Linked DNA regions of Mus musculus: region 1 is linked to region 2. A link is a contact called in public Hi-C data. All regions are on one chromosome and are shown on one strand. The core of a region is the stretch at or near the end of the contact, and the rest is flanking DNA. Distances in the headings are between cores, read along the strand shown. Region 1 overlaps Cacnb4 (calcium channel, voltage-dependent, beta 4 subunit). Region 2 holds the start of Arl5a (ADP-ribosylation factor-like 5A).

Region 1 (3,975 bases), core at 1,277-3,776, 190 kb before region 2:
ATAATCCCAGAATCTGTGAGGCTGAGGGAGGAGAATTATGCATTTGAAGGTCACCCTATGCTATATGTCAAAGCTCTTGTCTCAAAAACAAACAAACATACATAAGTAAACCAGCACTGGATTTTATAACCTTTTTGGTTTTTCAACTTGAAAATTTTTAATACAGTAGAAATGTTTCTTAAATTGTGTATGCTTTTCAGTATCTCAACCTAGCATTCCCTACCCTCAAAACATAAAATAAAAAGTATGTTTCTACCTGGACAAGTTTCTCTTTGGGGCTCGTTATGAACCCAAGCAGTCATCAAATATGACAAGTCCAAGGGAACTTATAAGAACCAGTTTTGGGGTCGAGTTAAAAATTGTAATATTATACTTAGTGACTATTTTTCACCTGAAAATAGTTTAGGGGTACAATCTATATCACAGAGAATACCCCCTCTTTAAACAGATGATCGTTGCAGAATGTCTTTTTAATATCTCCCCATATCACTAGAACATTGTCACTCATAACAGCAGTGATATTTGGACAGTTTGGTAAGTGTACTCAGTCAGTCTTTAAAAAAAATTTTTTTTTTTTGGATCAAAACTCCTTTTAGTATTTATCAGGAGTGATATGGACTTACGTAGCTGTAACCTTGGACTGTAGAACTTACTGAGCCATTGATCATGCTAAGACCAGAGAAAGAGCATTGGGAGAAAGATGGACAGAGAAGAGCAGCACCCAAGCAGGAGACATAATTTTTTACTTGAGCAGTTCACATCCTTCCTGTACATGTGGGAAGGGTTTGAGACCATTTAAAGATTAAATGAATAAACATAAATGAATCTGTTGTACTTAATTTACTTGCTGTTAATGGAGCTCAGGTAGCATGTCTGGGCAATCCTGATTCCTCACGGAGCAGCCAGCGCCCGGATTATCTGGACAGCTGACACTGCGGGACTGGTTCCAGACAAGAAGAGTTGCCAAATCCCTCCAAGATGTCTAAGCTGATTTAGTTCGCACCAAGGTTTATTGGACAAGATTCCAGGATGACAGAAAAAGCTGGACCAGTCCTATCAAGCTGTGTACCTGGGACTTAGAGAAATTGGATAGTGCATTAGAACTGAATGTAGTGTTTGTGAATACTTCCTGCTGGCTGTGTAGCTTGGTTAAGCTTTGCTGCCCAAGAAGGGAGACAATAATGAATCCCCTCCAATGTTGTGAGAGCAAATGAACTAATACATGTAAATTAGCCAGATCAGTGGTTTTTTTTTTTTTTTTTTTTTTTTTTGGCCTCTCTGTTAGCCTTCTGGCAGAAATTAAAAACCTCTTTTTAGAATTAATAAATTCATTTACCAAGTTACAGTTCCATTTTGCCTGTGCTGGCCTCAAACTCTTTACACGACTGAGGTTGACCTTGAACTTCAGGTCTTCTTACTTCCATTAAAAACTATTGAGGTATTAAAATTATGGCGTACTGAGGGGGGGGGGGGTGTGTTCCTGTAGCTATCCAGACACCTTCCTGACCCGTGTGATACGGCTTAAGCAGAACCATGGTCGTGAATCTCCATGGTTACCTCACATCCCTCTTTGGCAAGGTTAGGTCCACTCTCTACTTGCCTGGGTATTGGAGGGACCATGCTTGGCCCTCTCAGAGCGCATAAAGCCACAAAAATGAAAAGCTTGTGTCCCTGACTTTGCAGAGACACACTACAGAGCTTACAGCCTTCTAGGCAGCTGCAGTCCAGTAGAGGGGACAGACTTCCCTTTATGGAAGAGACAGCTCTTTTCAAATTATGGATGGTTATCGAAGCATCCTTATTTTCTTGCCTAATTCTCTATTAGCTCCAAGTCTGGAGGATGGACTCTCGTTATCCCCACTGACTTTCTTCTCATTTCCCAGAGGCCTCGGGGGGTCTTAGGACAAGTATCCAGGGAGGTGAGAAACCCCAAAGGATGAGGACACTTGAGATCTGCTAAGTCCCAGACCACGGAACAAAGCACAGGGCTCTCTGACCTGCCTTCCTCTCTCAGGCTGGGTCGTTGGAGGAGGCCACTAGGGGTTTCAGTTCAGGTAGCATGGCACCTGTGAGCAGCAGGAGATCTGAGAAGGACTCTCCACCTGCTGTGTGCTCCTTCACTCTCAGAGTTTCTGGTTCCCAGAATGTTCTCTTACCCTGCCCCTTGCAATTTAATCATGATTTATCCTCAGAATAATATCCTGTCCTTACCTTCTTCTCCTTGTCATACCATACACCTGTAACGTGCCACGATTTTGTGACTTGTGATGTGCCCTGTGTAGTATGACCAAATATCCCCAGGGCTTAGGGGTTTCTCAGGACATGGGACAGGAGATGCTAAATCCCAGACAGTTCTGGGTGCCCCAGGGTGGATTGTCATCCCACCTCAGTCCCTTTTCTCTCCAGAAGAAAGTTTCTCAATAACCTGCCATTTCTTTATCAGTAGGACATCCTGTCAGTACTATGCAATCCTCTTATTTACTCTGAGCACCTTTCTCCTAGACTGCTGACATCAGCCTCCCCTGCCAGAGTCCAAGGCTGGACAATGACTGAACAGCCAGCTTTTCTACTGTTTCACACAGCGTCAGTTCCAGAAGGCAGTGGAGCTCGTAGCTGACCTCAGAAGCCAACGCTTCTTGAACTCAGTGATTCTTTCTCTGAAATTTCCCCTTATCGCATGCCAGTCATGAGAATCTCATACTGCCACAACAAAATACTATAGTCAGGGCAACTTATATACTCTCAGAGGCCTTTATATACTCTCAGAGTCTAAGGAATCCAACATCAAAGTGCCGGTGGATTCAGTGCCCAATGAAGGTATGCTTTCTGGTTGACAAGTGTAACTGACTCTCAGGATGTCCTCATTTGTTGGAAAGGGCAGAGGTCCTACTCAGGCTTCTTTTAAATACACTGATCCTATCACAAAGAATATCCCCACCCATGACCTGATCACCTTCAAAAGGCTTGACTTCTGAATACCATTATCTTGGGAGTTAAAAAAATTACTACACGTATTCACTGTCCATAGAATTGTGTTTTGATCTGAACCCCACCCCCTCTCTCCCTTTCCCTTTCCCTTTCCCTTTCCCTTTCCCTTTCCCTTTCCCTTTCCCTTTCCCTTTCCCTTTCCCTCCCCTCCCCTCCCCTTCTCTTCTCTCTCTCCTTCCTTCTCTCTCTCCCCTTCCTTCTCTCTTTCCTTCTCTCTCTTTCTTTCTCTCTCTCTTCCTTTCTTCTTTTTGCGAGACAAGAGTTTCACTGTGTAGCTGTGGCTATCCTGAAACTACAGGACTCTTGTAGACCAGGCTGGCCTTGAATTTAGAGAGATCTTCCTGCCTCTGCCTCCCAAGCGCAGGGTAGTGTGTGTCACTACCACCTGACTTGGATCTAAATTTCTAAGATTCATAAACATTTAGACTACAGCAAGCCTCTTAGTGGTTTGTAGGCTGATGGCTTCTTGTTTGTCTTCACCTTGTAGAGATGGAAAATTCTAGTCTGTTTCTCTCCTTGGGAGAGTACTAATCCTAAAAGGCCCCTCCTTTCTGCTGCCATTTTAATCCAGATATGTTTTAGATGTTTCACTTCCAAGTACATTGCATTGGAGGCTAGGGCCTTGCAATAATACTTTTGTAATAATATTTTTGTTTCGTCCTGACAAACAATTCCTGACAGAAACCACTTTATGGAAGAAAGGGTAATTGTGGCTCATGGTTTCCAAAGATTTCAGTCCATCATGGCAGGGAAGGCATACAGCACTCACGATGGTGGAATCATCAAGGAGTGACTTGTTCACATGGCAACAGATAGGAGGTAGAAACCAAGCTAGATGCGGTTGTAACTTTCCTTTCTTTTTTCTTTCTTTCTTTTTTGGTTTTTCAAGACAGGGTTTCTCTGAAGAGCCCTGGCTGTCCTGGAACTCACTTTGTAGACCAGGCTGGCCTCGAACTCAGAAATCTACTTGCCTCTGCCTCCTGGGTG
Region 2 (3,763 bases), core at 826-3,325:
ATGATTTTTTTTTTCTCTAGAAACTATTACTAGTCAACAACCTAGGGTTTCACCCTGTATGAGTCATATGGAGGTAAAGACTGCTTCCCTAATTCTAGCCTCCCTGACTCCGGAAGCACACAGCTGTGTCTTCATGGTAAGAGACTGTCCCCCTCTTATTTGGCTATCCACTCCCTCTGGAGTTGCCTGGGAATTGTTTTTGCTAAGGAGGGCAAATACAGAGCAATGGCAAAGCTCACTGTTTCTCTTTAGTTCCACAGGCTGTTTCCCAGTATCTGGAAACAGTTGTTTCTTGTGTTGTATCCAGTATTCTGCTTGTTAACTGTAGAATGGTAAAGCACATGTTTTACTCTCTCCTGCCTTGAAGCTGAGGTCTTTCATGGCATTTTGCTCATGACTTTAAAAATGGATAAAATATTTAGAAGGTCTCAGAAGGAAGAACAAAATGTTTGATATCCCTCATTAAAGATTCCCAGTTACATCTATAGTTAACAATTTTGTATTTTGTCTACTAAAGTCAGCCAAGATTCTACTAGTCAACTCCATCCCCCCTTCTGTGAGGGACACTTGGAAAATAGCCTAAGAGACCATTTCCTTAATAGAGTTCTAAAACACAGATCTCTAACTTCATGGGTAAATGTAGGTCTGGCATACATTAATAAGTTGCCAAAGACATGTGGGAATTTGTAAAATGACTCAGAGCCGCTAAAGCCCTGCCTAAACTGGATGGGAATGGAATCACTAAAGAGCTCATGTAAGTTGGTTATGCGAACATTGATCTTCTAAACAGCCCACTGGCTATTAAGTATATCCAGATCTAATTCTCCTTTATGTATGCCTCCTCTAAGACTGGCATTTGAACGCAAGCCCCCAAAGAAGATGAAGAACTCTTTCCCATACATTGAGCTATACGGTAGTATATGGTTAGGAGTCAGGCAGAGTATAGTGCTTCATTTCATGTGGCTGTTGAGGATAAGGTCGGGAACAGCTCGAAAGGGCCTTTCACAAGTCTCCCACATTTTTCCGTCTCTGCCTTTTTTTTTTCCCTCCCTTTTACAAACTTAAAGAGGATAGAAAGAGATGATGCTGATTCTACTCTTTTTGTTTGTTTATGTGTGTGGAAGAAGTAGACAACCCCAGTTTCTCTTTGAGTCAAAACTATCACAGTCGTCAGTTAACCTCAGGAATCGACCCTGTTCCTACATCAGGAATATGGAGATCTAGAGTCTACCTGTTTAGCTAAAGGGAACTAAAGTAAACAAAAACAAAACACAGGCAAGAACTCTTCGTTCGGATCAAGTTCGCCAGCGATTACTTATATTTTACTTTTCAGCCACTTATCCTGCGGGGAGTGGGGGTGGGGGTGCGCAGGGGCGCAGAGCTGGACACTCGCATACCAGGAGGCACAACTGTTTAAACTTTAGGCAAGCAGCAGAATGAAGAGCACAGACAGCATTTGGCCATCTATTTAACATGATGGTGACTCCTGAATGAGAGAAAAAGACGATCATATCGTGAAGACCAGTGAGTTTCTTGTCTACAGTCTTTTTGGACTCAGCTCAGACGGCTTTTGTGCCTTAAGATTTTTAAACCGGGGAGATACTTAAGGAAAAGTGTTCTAGCCAAGAGTGGCCTGAGAGCAGAGGGAGATTGGAGAGGGAAGAGCGCTGAGAAGCAAAGGTAGAAGTACGAAAAACCGCAGCGACAAAAAAAAAAAAAAAAAAAAAAAAAATAGGCCAATGATTTCTGCTGCTTGTCAGGGAAAATAGGCTCTAAAGAGACTTAAAGCTTACCATCGTCGGGGTCCAAACCTGGCACTTTTGGAGTTGAGTATGGTTACATATTTGCATTGTGACTTAGAAACAACCTCAAATCCCCGACATTGGCGCGCCTAAAGCGCCGCAGCCTTCCTTCCACTGACCCTCCGCGCCGCAGAGGCCTCCCAGCCCCTCGCCCCGCCTCCAGCCCCCTTGCCCCGCCTCCAGCTCCCTCGCTCCGCCTCCGGGCACGGCGCCTGCGCAGTCCCCTCGCTCCGCCCCGCCCCTGCCCGAGCCACCGCCGGAGAGGAGCTGGGGGAGGACGGTGGCCCGCGAGGTTCGAGCAGACAACGCGGCGGCGATGTCCGCGAGCCAGGCGAGCGCCGCGGCGGTAGCGGCGGGGCCTCGCGCGTGGCTGGGCGGCCTGGGCTGCGGCCTCCCCGCGGGTCCCTGGAAGCGGGCGCGCGGCCGGCGCGGGAGCAGAGGCGGAGGCCCCGGCGCGTCCTTCTGCCCCGCAGCCTGAGCCCGGGAGGCTGGAGGGCTCCGCTGCCCGAGGATGGGAATTCTCTTTACCCGGATCTGGAGGCTGTTCAATCACCAGGGTGAGGCTGGGCCGGGCGGGGAGGTCCCGGCCCTTGTCGGGCAGGAGGGTCGCCTTTGTCTCCGGGGAGCTGGGGAGAGGTTCCTCCCGCCATACACCCATTTCTCCGATTTGATCGCGAGCGCAAAAGGTGCCCTGCCCCACGCCGAGGGCCCAGCGCGCTGCCTGGCCTGCTTCCATCCCCGTCGCCTGCCCGCAATTGTGTTTGGGCCGCACGGGCAACAGCTGGGGTTCTAGAGTGAGGACCGAGGGCCCTGACCCTAGCGGCGCCACCGAGCCCACGGCTTGCAGAATGCGGAAAACTGGAACTAGTGCTGGATCCGTCTGGTTCGCTTTGGGGGGTGGGGGTGGGGGTGGGGGTGGGGGGGATGGGCGGGGAGACCCTCGCTGCGGAATAGTGATGGAGTGTCTCTCCTTTGCGCCGTTTGTCTCAGTGGTAAAGGTCAAGCCTAAGGTCGTTTTCTTTCTTAGGTTATTAGAAGGTTTTGGGTTTTGTTTTGTTTTGTTTTGTTTTTGGCCCTTGTTAAAGTGTTTCGCTGAAAGCTTTTAAAAGCCTGCCTCGGGAGGCAGGCTTCATTAGCATTAGGTAACTAGCAGGTTACTGTGTTAAGTTCGCCTAAATGCAGACATTTGCCACGGAAAGGCATAGGGGATTTATTAAAAAAAAAAATTACAAAATGGGTGTGTGATACTGGAGAGAATATGGTCCTAACAGAACTACATAGTTACTGAAATGAAATATAGTGCTTTTTTTTAAAAAAAGCTCTACTTGCAGTTCATTCCATCTGTCAAGCACGTACAGTTTTTCTCTTGTATAAGCTGGTAGCGTTGTCGCACCCCCACTTTTTCCAGTTAAAACTTAATGAACGGTGGCGCCTACTATTTAGAAGGAGCAGTTGCCGGGCTTGCTCCTCCTCTGGGATAGAGCTGGTTTTATGGGACTTGTAATCCCTAGTGGGTTCTGCTTTTTTTAATAATAATTTTTTTAAAAATGATACCTAAGATAACGGTACTAAATGAAGTGGAAGGCAATAAAGAGGATATTTCCATTAGCTCTGTCTGGTCAGCAGAGAACGTGTGACGGGGTAGTGGTTTCTAGTGGCTTCATAATTCTGTGGGTTTAGATACTCTCACCTAGCACAGGAGGGATTTGTGGGGTCTACAGTTTTTGAATATTTAATCTCTAGGTTTGAAGTACTAAAGGTTACATTGTTGTAGAACTGGTGATATTTGTGTGGGTAATAAGTGTTCTTATTCTAGTTCTGTCCTCTACAGTCTTGAATTTAGTGAGACTAGTGTTTCAGTTCTGCTTTGGTTTAGAAAGACCTTTTGCTTTAAAGTGTCTCTGGTACTGGTCTCACTTTCTTCTTTGAGTCAGTGACCAAACCGTTGCTGTAACTTAAAA

What was found. Hi-C and Micro-C count contacts between places; a contact is called where the count stands out from the background.
Region 1: a contact with region 2 is called in a Hi-C map of liver, with 2.7 times the contacts expected there. The contact joins the enhancer-like site here to the promoter of Arl5a in region 2. A contact is called at or near these places in 9 of 39 promoter capture datasets (the 3T3-L1 cell line, 3T3-L1-derived adipocytes, the C10 cell line and 5 more), 1 of 15 datasets of contacts at CTCF or cohesin (the NIH/3T3 cell line), 16 of 484 Hi-C or Micro-C datasets (adipose-derived mesenchymal stem cells, astrocytes, bone marrow-derived macrophages and 7 more), 15 of 115 datasets of contacts at active chromatin or transcription factors (bone marrow-derived macrophages, embryonic forebrain, embryonic limb bud and 8 more) and 4 of 9 other capture datasets (adipose tissue, liver, macrophages and 1 more).

The regions. Positions count from the first base shown.
Region 1 is chr2:52,612,597-52,616,571 of GRCm38.p6, reverse strand. All of the region lies in intron 2 of Cacnb4 (calcium channel, voltage-dependent, beta 4 subunit), which reads left to right. Among named protein-coding and RNA genes, the nearest start is that of Cacnb4, 62 kb to the left of the region's middle. Within about 2 kb of position 2,526, at least 12 of the 459 cell types and tissues checked have an H3K27ac peak or open chromatin away from gene starts, as enhancers often do. A contact at or near this core is called in hepatocytes and liver, where this site is marked.
Region 2 is chr2:52,423,186-52,426,948 of GRCm38.p6, reverse strand. Arl5a (ADP-ribosylation factor-like 5A) reads left to right here and starts at 2,075. Exons shown (of 6, transcript NM_182994.2): 1 at 2,075-2,359. The coding sequence starts at 2,314. It overlaps A430018G15Rik (RIKEN cDNA A430018G15 gene), which reads right to left and starts at 1,937. Exons shown (of 3, transcript NR_165461.1): 1 at 1,794-1,937.